Regions from separate parts of the Ovis aries genome. Here region 1 is linked to region 2. Evidence: chromatin contacts called from public Hi-C data. All regions are on one chromosome and are shown on one strand. Each heading gives the region's core, a stretch centred on a gene start, on an enhancer-like site or on the middle of the called end of the contact. The rest is flanking DNA. Distances are from core to core; before and after follow the strand shown.

What was found. Hi-C and Micro-C count contacts between places; a contact is called where the count stands out from the background.
Region 1: a Hi-C map of mixed tissues shows a contact between it and region 2, with 4 times the contacts expected there. The contact joins the promoter of ITPK1 here to the enhancer-like site in region 2. A contact is called at or near these places in 5 of 16 Hi-C or Micro-C datasets (blood, hypothalamus, liver and 2 more).

The regions. Positions count from the first base shown.
Region 1 is chr18:55,571,566-55,577,146 of ARS-UI_Ramb_v3.0, forward strand. It overlaps ITPK1 (inositol-tetrakisphosphate 1-kinase), which reads right to left and starts at 1,863. Exons shown (of 9, transcript XM_027957339.2): 1 at 1,652-1,863.
Region 2 is chr18:55,453,169-55,458,586 of ARS-UI_Ramb_v3.0, forward strand. All of the region lies in intron 3 of ITPK1 (inositol-tetrakisphosphate 1-kinase), which reads right to left. Among named protein-coding and RNA genes, the nearest start is that of CHGA, 55 kb to the left of the region's middle. Within about 2 kb of position 2,168, at least 18 of the 54 cell types and tissues checked have an H3K27ac peak or open chromatin away from gene starts, as enhancers often do. A contact at or near this core is called in hypothalamus, where this site is marked.

The sequences.
Region 1 (5,581 bases), core at 613-3,112, 120 kb after region 2:
GTGCTTCAGCTGCAGGCACAGGACGACACAAATAGAGAAAGACCTCAGGAAAAAGGGTGCAAGGTATCAGTGGGGATTTCCCAAGTCTCAGATGACTGCAGGGGGAGCTCGGGCACCTACCACCAAACCAGGTTTCAAGAACACATCAAAGGGGTTTCTGCACATGTCTTCAGTGTCTAGGGCACATCGTCCACATGTGTGTGTTCAAGCGCCCCTTTCTAATGCTGCAAAGTCCTCACACTTCCAAGGCTCTGGCTGCAAGTTCCTCCCCGTTTCCTTGTGAATTCCCCGGTCATTTGGCATGCCCTCCTGAAAATGAAAAGCGTGCTTTCTCCCAGGGAAGCCAGCAGGAGAGAAGGCAGCCAACTCCATACCCAGACCGAGGGATGCGCAACCAGGAGCTGTTTTAGACAAGGTGTGCCCCTCTGGCTGCGGGGAGCAGAGCGCCTGCAGGGCTGGAACAGGCCAAAGAGCAGCAGGCCCTGGGGACAGGCATGAGAGGGGCACAGAGGTGCTGTGCCAGCCTGCACAGGCCAGCTCAGACCAGCCACTCACTCCGTATGCCAGGAGATAAGGAAACTCAATTGTTCAATTCATCATTATGTTTGGTGACCCAAAAGGGACAAAAATGCAAGGGGGGCCCATTTTTGAGAATCAAATCTGCCAAGTGGAGACACGGCATAACAAAAGGTTTTCCACCTGGGGTTTGCAAAAGGCTTGGGAAGCCAGATTCTCTTAGGCTTTCACTGAGAACCGGATTTAACTACGGGCTTCTCAGAGGCAAAGCCACCATAGGAGAACAAGGTGAGGCAAAGCCGACCCAAGACTGGATGCATCTGAAATGGACTAAGAATGTGATCCCATCTTATTAAAACACCTGGAGTCTCCACCACTAAGGAACTGCATGGGGTGGGGGGTGGGGACCTCGAGGGAAGAAGGCCATTCTACACAAGCGTTTACATTCTGCACCAGCCACTCCCTGGCTGTGGGACCCCGGGTCAGGTACCCGACGTCTCTGCGGATGGATTCCCCCCTCTCAGACACGTGGCCCAGAATCACCAACCCAACCAATTCTCAAGGCTGGTGCGAGGCTCTAATGAGACAGCAAATCACCTACACGCCAAGTATTGCTACTCGCTTCAAAGAGGCTTAATCCAGTGACATGCAATGACAGACTCTTGCAAAGAGAGCTGCGCCGGCGGGGCACCTAGTAGGTGGTCCGCAAACACACAAACATGGGTGCCCTCCTCCACGAAGAGAAGGGGGACGAAGGAAGAGGGCCACTCCAGTCCAAAAGTAACCTACAGCCACAGGCAGACAGCGCGGATTCCCCCCATTTCCCTGGTCCCTCTGCCACCTTCAGCAGCGCTCCCATCACGCCCGGGGGAGCCAGGGGTCTCCCCACCCGGGGTCCCTGTGCACCTGAGAGCCCTGGTCCATGCCACACCGCTCGTACTGCCCACCGCTTCCCTCGAACACAGCCAGCGGCCACCACAGCCACCTGGCTACTCGGACTCAGGGTCCCCACGCACCGTTTCTTCCCGTTTCGCTCTAACCTCCGGAAACAGCCCCCCGCCCCCCGAGGCTGAACCTGGGGCTCAGGCCGGGGGTCCCCGGGGGGTAGGGGGGCCGGAGCCCCGTCCCTCCTTACCTGCACAGCTCGGCGAAGGCCTGGAAATTCAGCTTCTTTATTTTCTTCTCGCTCAGCCAGTAGCCAACTCTCTTCCCTTTCAGAAAGGTCTGCATCTTCCTCTTCGGGCGGGGAGCTCGGGTCCGGAGGAAATCGCCCACAGGCCGAGTCTGGCGGCCCGGCGCGCGCCGCGAGCGTGCGGGCACCTCCTCCCGGCGGCGGGGACGCGGAACGGAGCTCCGAGCGCGCAGTCCTGCCGGGAGGGGCGGGCCGGGGCGGGGCGGGCGCCCGGGCGGAGGGAGCGGCGCTCAGCGCGGCATTCCACTGGCTGCCACCGTGCCGGGGGCCGCCCGCGCCGCCGCCGCCCACGCCCCCGCCGCCTGCGGGGCCCCGGGCGCGCAAGTTCGCGAGCGCCGGGCCGGGCCGGGGAGGAGAGGAGGCAGGCCCTCCCTCGCCGGCGCCGCCCTCCCGGCGCTCGGAGCCGAGCCGCACGCCCTCCAGCGGCGGCCACCGACGATCGGCCCCCGCGCTCGGGCTGCGCGCCGCCCCCAAGTCCCTCCTCCCGACCCTCCCTCTGGCTCACGATCGCGGGGGGCCCTCCCGTCCGAGCCCCCGGCGGCGCGTTCGGCCGATCCGAGCCGAGCGCGTGCGCTTCCCGACGCGCTCGGACCCCGGCAGGGCGCACGCGGCCGCCCGCGCCCCCCGCCGTCCTCACCCGCCGCCGCCGCCGCCACTTCCTCCTTGTCCCGGTCCTCGCCCCGGCGCGCGGCACGCCGCCGTCGCCACCGCCGCGCTGACCCGGCCAGCCGGCCCGCTGGACCCCGCCGGGGCGGAGGAAGCGCGAGCGCGTCGGCCGCCAGGGGGCAGCACTGCCCGCCGCCTCTTAAAGGCGCCGCGCCTTTCCCCCCGGGTCTGGTTCTTTGGTGCGTGTTTGTGTGAAAGGCTCAGCGGTGAAGATTGGGGGATGGAGGGAAGCAGGGCTGGATTTAGGGCGATCCTTGCCAAGTGCTTTTACTTTTTAAAGGGACGAGAGGAGTCGCGGTGTGGGCACTCTCTGCCTGTCCTTTCGGAGTGATCGAGCCACTTGAATTTCATTCATCAAAAGCATCTCAGTACCCTGAGCAGTATTCAGCCCCAACTGCAGCAGAGGGCGCGAGAAAAGCGGGGGGCTGGCGGGGGTTGGCGCGGCAGATGCAGACACTCGATGAGATCATCTGTCTTCCCCGGAGGAGACAGACCCAGGCCCAGGATGGGGGCCCCTGGGGTTGGGGACATAAACACCCAGGGGCCTTCTCAGGCTTAAGGAGGTTAACCACTAGACACACTCTGGGTTCCCTCCAATGGAGAAGCAAGGAGGGGAGAAACTAGCAGCTCAAGCATCAGGGTGGCTAGCACCCTTGGTTCCCCTGTAGGGCCCTAGGGGAGCATCCTACCTTCAAAGAGTTTGGGCAAAGTGGAGGCCACCGCAGGAAAAATGAATACGGTGGGGTGGAGTGGAAAGGGTCTCCAATTTTCAGGGAAGACATTTAAGCTGACCTTGGAAAATAAGGATGAGGTTGACAGGCCTGAGAATTGGGGGTGGCTTGAATAGAGGCAGGGAGAACTGGAAGAACCAAGTTGTTAGGGGTGACCAGACTGGAGCCTAAGGGCCTGCCTTCTTCCCCTAATTACAGCTTCCCCATCCCTCTTCCTGCAGGCCTTCCCAGCTGCAACTAGGTGAAGCTTGTCCACACCAGATTCCAGGAGGAAGCACAGAGGTCTTCTGTCTCCACTCTCAGCTAGCTCCACCCTTCACCCATCTCCCCTCCCCTTACACCCTGGCTGGGTGACCTTGCAGGCCACTTAGCCTCTCTGGGCCTCAGGTCCTCCCTGTTACCTTAGGAGGTAAGCCCTGCCTCCTGAAAGCACCTCAGAAGAGCAGCGGCTCTGAGGCCTAGAGCGTGTGGTGTTATGAGAGGGTCTGCGCAGAGTGGGGACAGAAGGGACAATGCTGCTCACTATATTGGGAAGAACAGTCTCTGGCTTCGGAAAGACCTGGCTTGGGGGGGGGGTCCTAGTTCAGTTCCTCCCAGCTTGGACAAGTCACTTAAGTTTTGCCTCTGATCTCCGGGTTGAAAATGTAATGCTTGCCTTAAAAGATTGTGGGGAGGATCAGGACAGGGTATTAGACTGGTCCTTCCAGCAGGTCATCAGAAATGGAGCTTGTTACTGTCTCATCAAGAACGCTTGTTTTTTTTTAATTGAAGTATAATTGACTTGCGGTATTATATTAGCTTCAGGTGTACAACATAATGACTCAATGCCTTATGGAATGATCACCACAATAACTCTAGTTACCATCTGTCACCGCACAAAGTGATTACAATATTATCAGCTGTATTATTACTATATTCCCTGTGCTGTTCATTACAGCCCTGTTACTTATTTATTTTATAGCTAGAAGTTTGTCCCTCTTAATCTCCCTCACCTATTTTGCCCATTCCTGCCCCTCACCCCCACCCCACAACCACAGTTTGTTCTATCTCTGAGTCTGTTTCTAGTTTTGTTCATTTGTGTTTTAGATTCAGCATATAAGTAAAATCACATGGTATTTGCCTTTCTCTGACTTATTTCACTTACATAATAACCCTTAAAGTTAAAGTGAAGTCGCTCAGTCGTGTCCAACCCTTTGCAGCCCCATGGACTGTAGCCTACCAGGCTCCTCCGTCCATGGGATTTTCCAGGCAAGAATACTGGAGTGGGTTGCCATTTCCTTCGCCAGGGGATCTTCCCGACCCAGGGGTCTAACCCGGGTCTCCTGCATTGCAGGAAGATGCTTTACCCTCTAAGCCAGAGTCAACTCTTCACCTGTGTTGTCATAAATGGTAGGATTCTTCCTTGTGACTGAGCAATGTTTGTGTATGTGGGTCTGTACCACACCTTGACCCTTTGATCTGTGGCTCTTCGGCTGCTTCATATGAGCAAGGATTCTTTTTTTAATTTAATTTTTATTTTATATTAGAGTATAATTGATTTACAGGTTTGTGTTAGTTTCAGGTGTACAGCAAAGTGATTCGGTTATACTATCAATATACCTTTTTTTTTTTAGATTCTTTCCCCAGATAGGTTATTACAGAATATTGAGGAGAATTCTCTGTGTTATACAGTAGGTCCTTTTTGATTGTTTTATATATAGTAGTGTGTATATGTAAGGATTCTTAACTTGAGGTCCAATTAAGTCCCCTCCTTGCCCCACCCCAGCACTTCAGGAACCCCTGAAGCTGCCAGAAATCACATGCATCATGACCATAGCTTTCAACAAACCCTCAAAGTCTGAGTCACTGATTACTCCAACTTCCTGTCTTATCAATGAAGCAGTGGACCCAGAGAAGGAAAGGGATTTGGCCAAGGTCACAAAGCAGATAAGTGGAAAAGCCTGAACCAGCATTCCAAGGTCAAGAGTTCCCTCACGCCCATGACCCACCACCATTCTTGAGATGAGAGGGATGTGAGAGGAGAGGAATGTGTTTGGAGGGCCAGGCCCCCTGCCCAGGGAAAATCAAGATCCTCCCATGCGTTGGTAAGACGTCTCTGGAACCCTGGGCAGATCCTGGCCTCAAACCTCCTCTCCACAAGAATGGGAAATTATGCATTTATACCTCTGTTTTAAGATCTTGGTCATCCCTCAGGGAGCTCTAGGGTTGGAACCATCCTTCAGAGCTGTCCCGCCTTGACCAAGGCAGTGGGCCTTTCTGCTGTCCCCACCCCTGCTCAATCAACCAGACTTTGAGTATGGCTGACCCAAGGGAGGGGCAAGACCTCAGACCAAATATTCCTCAGATTCACTCCTTGCTCCTTTCTTTCAGTGCCATGGAGCCCGTCAACCCTTCCCCCAAACCCTTGCCCACGTATCTGTCCCCTCAGTTCGGCCAGTCTGTTTGCTGCACTTCAGCCAGGAGAGACTTCAGACTG
Region 2 (5,418 bases), core at 918-3,417:
GCTTGCTGCCCCACTCAGCTCTGACTCCCAAAACGCAGCAGCCTTTTTCATTTTCAAACCATTTAAAAAAATATTTGAAGTGCTCTCTCTGGCCATACACATTCTAAAAGCAGAACAGAAAACGTTAGCTTGGCCCAGTGCAAAGATGAAGCTGCCAGCAACGAAACAGTCCATATTTTAAAACAATGACACATGGGACTTCCCCAGTGGTCCACTAGTTAAGGCTTCACCTTCCAATGCAGGAGGTGCGGGTTCGATCCTTGGTTGGGGAGTTAAGATCTCACATACCTCCTGGCCAAAAAACCGTAACATAACACAGAAGCAACATTGTGACAAATTCAATAAAGACTTTATATATGGTCCACATAAAAAAAATATTAAAAAATGAGACAATATCCTTAATCCCAAAAGTGGCTCTAACCAATGAATAAGAAAAAGACCACCAACCCAACAGAAAAATGGGCAATTTAACGTGAAAATATTCATACCTGGAAGAAATGCAAAGGGCGAACAGACCCATGAAGCAATGTGCAATCTTGTCAATAACAGAAAAAATGTAAATGAAAGTCAGACAGCTATCATTTCTCCAGCAGCCGTGTACAATGGGGCGAAAAATTTGTTCAAACGTTTTGAAGAACAATCCAGCAATATCCACAAGGTGAGAGATGTTTACAGTAGACTTTGGGAAATTCCACTTCTAGGGATTAATTTTACAGAACTCTGCAGAGACCTGCGTTGACTGCAGCTCAGTCGGTTAGAAGAAAAAATCCAAATATAATTGAATAAACTATGATTTTTTTTTCCTATTCACATGCTGAAATATGATGTTGCCATCAAAAAGGGCAGATCAGATCTACTTCTCTTCATTTTTGTGGGCTGACATGGAAAGAAGCCAAGACATATATTCAGTGGAGAAAAAGCAAATTATACGAGAACACATAGGATGCTGTTTCTTTTTTTTTCTTTTCAAAGCACACATGTATTTGCACATGTATGAGAAGGGCCTGGAAGGATGGATTCCATATTTAAGATGGGCGGCCTCTGAGAAGAAAGGAGGGGGATCAACAGGTGTGAGAGTCACCGACAACCAGGGCCCTGCCTGCTGACAAAGGGGACTCAGGGCTAGTTACTGTGCAGGCCTGGGGGAGAGCGGCCTTCCAGTCCAGCAATTCCTGGGGTGTGCTGCGTGGGGCAGGCCTCTTCTCAGAAGCACAACAGAAACAAGGAAGGGGACCCATAACCCACGAGGTGGAAAGGGCTAAACACTGGAGGTGTGGCTCCCCCAGAAAGAGCCCTGGACTGAGCTGGAGGTTCCCTGGCACCAGACCCCAGTCCTGCCGGGTGGGCAGGCCGACACTTGGAGGGCAGGGCAGGTAGCTGTCTCAGGGGTCAGCTCCTCACAAGCCCACTCGCGAGGTGTTGTGTGAAGCATTTTCCTGGCGGGTTCATCCAAAACTCCAGCCTCCTGCACAAAAGCAGGGCTGATCCTGACTCGGAAGCAACGGTCCTCAGGGGCTGCACCGCTCTCCTCTTCGTCCTCCAAGACTCCAGGCCCTCCTACTAACCACCAGCTCTGCCACGTGCCTCCCACCCAAGCCCCGGGCGCCCTGTGGGACCAAGGAGAGGAGGGGAGAGCACCTGGGCGCCAGCTCTGGGCCGCACCCCCTGCAGCGGGCAGGGAGGGCCAGGCCTTCCTCATGCCCCCCGCTGCCACCACCACCCCTACTTGAAGGGAAGGCAACCCCCGCATCACAGATGAGCAGACGACTCAGAAAGGCCCGGTGACTGCCCAGGCCACACGGGGAGGGCTGAGATTTGAGCCCAGGCTTGTCAGTGCCAAACCCTGTTTTTTTCCACTACCATGTGTCACTAACCTCAAAAAGGACAGGACTTTTGTTTCCTCAATAAACTGTAGGAGGCAGAGACTCCATGACCGAAGCAGGGACCCCGTCTGGACAATGCCATCACCTGGACACCAGGGGGCGCCCGGGAGCGGGGCCAGAGAGTCCTCAACCCAAGTAAAGGTGAAGAGAGGCAGTCCATGGAGGGGCCAGGAGCCGGATTCAGGAACCACTGGCCAAGACGATACCTCAAGGCCGTGGGTTCAGATTCCAGCCCTGCACGCAGCAGCTCTGTGGCCTTAGCCAATTAGACTCAAGGGACACCAGTAACCTCACTGCTCTGGGGGGTAACCGCAGTGTCTTTCTCACAGGGGTCATCGTGAGGATTAAATTAGCTAATACAGTGCCTGGCATGCACCCAGTGCTGTCAGGCTCAGCTACCTGAGCGCTGACAAAGTGGCCCCAGAGGAATAGGGACCTGCAAGCCACACAACACAGGGGTTTCAGGCAGACCCGGGGCCTGGGCCTCGACTCCAAGGCCTCTCTCGCTGTCTCCTCTCCCACCAACAGCCCTGTGCAGCTCCCCAAGGGTGGACAGCCAGCCTCCAACCCTGAGTGAGAGCCCCCCGGCTTGACCACACACACCCACCCGAGGCAGCTGCTCTGCAGGGATCATTTTTCTAGGCTCTTCAGCAAGTTATTTTCTCTTTGCTTGGTGTCTAGATTATTCCAATTTAACCTAGCCCCTAAATGGCCTCCAAGATGAGTCCTGATTAAATTCCCACAAAACCCACAAGCAGAGACGCTCGATCTGCAGAGGGCACCCCCTTCCCCGGGGAGGCCCTTCATCCGATGGCCATCTGTCACCCCCCAGAGTATGCGTATGTGGGAGATGCCAGGGGAGCTGCCTTGTACCCACAGCCATCTCGGAAGGGCCTCTGCGCCCTCCACTAGGTGGTCTGAGACCTTCCACCGCCTGCTGCCCCCGGGGCCAAGGACACACACCCACCTCATCAGTCACAGCCCAGCTTTCTCAGCCATCGCTCCAGCCAGTTTAGGAGCCGGCGAGAGCCTTGCCTGGGATTGTGTGGCCTGGGGCGGTAGGGCCAGGCCTTGGGCTCTGGACTTCCGCCTCAAAACCCCAGCCCTGGGCAGCAAAGCAGGTGCCCGTGAGAGACAACGCCTGCAGATGCGAGTCTAGCAATCCTGGCTGGTGACTCAGCCTCCCCACCTCCCCTCAGGCCTGCAGCAGGCAATGTTCAACCTCCAGGAAGCTCCTGTCCTTGGCTTGAACTGGATCCAAGTTCAAGGCCATCTGTGCCTCTGGTAAAGGGTGTGGGTGCAGCCGCACCCAGAAGGCATCATCCATGTGGGAAACCCCAAGAACTCTGGGGTGGGTCCCTCTGTAAGCCTACCGACCTCATGCTGTAATGTTAGCTGGGCACATGGTTGCCCAGAATAAAGACCACAGTTCCCAGTTCCTTTGCACCTCAGTAGGTAACTCAGTTCTGGCCACTGAGATATGAACAGAGCATCACCATAGCTTCCGGAACTTTCCCTTCAAAGATACCCAGAGCTGTTTCCCTTTGCTTCCTCTTTCTTAGTCCCTCTCTATCCTAATGTCTAGATTGTGGGTGTGGCTGGTAGAGTTTCAGCACCACCCTGGACCAGGAGGGGCCACACCAGAAGAACAAAGGGGCTGGGGAAACTTGGGCTTTTACATGAGAGAGAAACGAAGCCCCTCTCATTTAATCCACCCTCCCCCAGGTCTCTACTGTGGCAGCAACTGTCTGTGGGTTTGGGACAGACAGGTCAGAGGCCGAAGGAGCCGGCCTCCCCTGGCAAGCTCTGAATTAGAAATGAACTCTGGGAGCATGGAACTGAGATGGTGTGAACCATGCCGAGGTCCTCAGACAGGTGAGGCTGGGAGCTCCCCACAGCTGATGCTCTGCATGGAGAGGGATGGCCGCCTCAGTCCAGGGCTCTGTCCGCTCTCCCCAGGGGACCCTGCCCACGTGTGTCAGCCCACTGGGCCACCCCCACTGCAGAGCAGGGGACCTTGGTCCCTCCCTGCAGCGCCTCCTCCATACCGCCCTGTCTTCTGTGCCGCCATCCGGGCTCTCTGAGGACAGGGAGAGCCACCTTGGCACAGGGGGGTAGTGACAACTCCCAGGAGCCTCTGCCAAGCCCCTTCTCCCAACACAAAAGCGGTGTCACTTGGACAGCTGCAATTGAGGAACTTAGAAGGTAATTACAGCCCTTTGCTGCAGGGCCTCCAAGAATAGTGGGAGCAGGGTGGGGGCGGCCGGGGATGCACTTCCCAGAGAAGGTGCTCTGCATCTCACAGACGCAGCCTCGCCTTGGAGAACGGGACGTGGGAGCCAGCAGTGAACCGCCCCGGGTGGGCAGGAAAAGGCTCCAGGAAGCCCCAGCCGCTGCCTACCCTCCTGGAAGAACACCAGCCCGGGGCTTGGCGCGCACGATAAGGAAAACCTCGGGTGCAGCGGTCACGGCCCACCCACACAATTCCTGCTGGCCCAGGACCAAGCCGGTCTTGAGACTTGGGTCAACAAGTTCTTGCTGGGCCCTCTAGCGGGACACCCCCGCGCTGACCTCTCTTGTGTTTGACCTGAGTGGGGTCTGTCCTGTGTCCCCACTGGGAGCCAGTCACCCACCCCTCACACCTGTGGGGGTCACCCTCCACAACAGGATACAGGTGATGGTCATCAAGATCCATCCCTAGGCCATGTCTGCACTGCCTGTCTAACATGCATCCTCATCTCACTCACCAGCTCACATACCTTCAAAGGCTGCTCATGAATGGGGTCCCCCACTGCCCGAGGTGTTCCAAGTCCCCCGACCCCTGGCCGGTGGTCCACAAGTTGACACAAGTACCCACTTCAGCTCCTCCCCTGCTCTGCTCACACCTCTGCCCTGTCTGGGAGGCCCAGGCTGTCACCCCCTCAATGCTCGCCCTCCCGAGAGTTAGACCTGCCTCCTGTGCGCCCTGCAGTCTCACGCCCAAACTCACGTGCTCACACACTAGATCCAGGCTCACTTTGACCCCCAGCCCTGTTTCTCTGCTCATAAAAACAGAGACAGACTCTTAAGAGCCAATCCAGTCAGCTCAGCCCTTTCCAGTGTAACAGGAGCAGGAAGAGTGGACCCTACTGCTGGGTGACCCCATGGGCTAAGGCCCAAGCTAAGAGCACTTCAGACATCATCCCAGGTACTCCAACCTTGGGCCCTGTGGATAAACTACTTTTTATCCATCTTACAGAAAACAGGCAAGGTCAGGGCAAGTGACTTGGCCAAGACCACAAGGCAGCAAGATTTGTAACCAACCTTAGTCTGTCCCCTCCTCAAAGTCTGAGCATTTTGCTCTAAAAAAGCCCTCTCAGCGGTACCCTCCCTAATCCCATCAGAAAGCATCACTCTTCTAATGGATGTGTTGCCTCTGCTGACCTGCAACTCTGCCCATTAACTGGGCCTTCTCATCTTTTACGGTCATCTCCTGTCCCTTCACAAATAGTTGGCATCCAATGTACACTCTTCCTAGGAAGAGGCAGATTTCCTT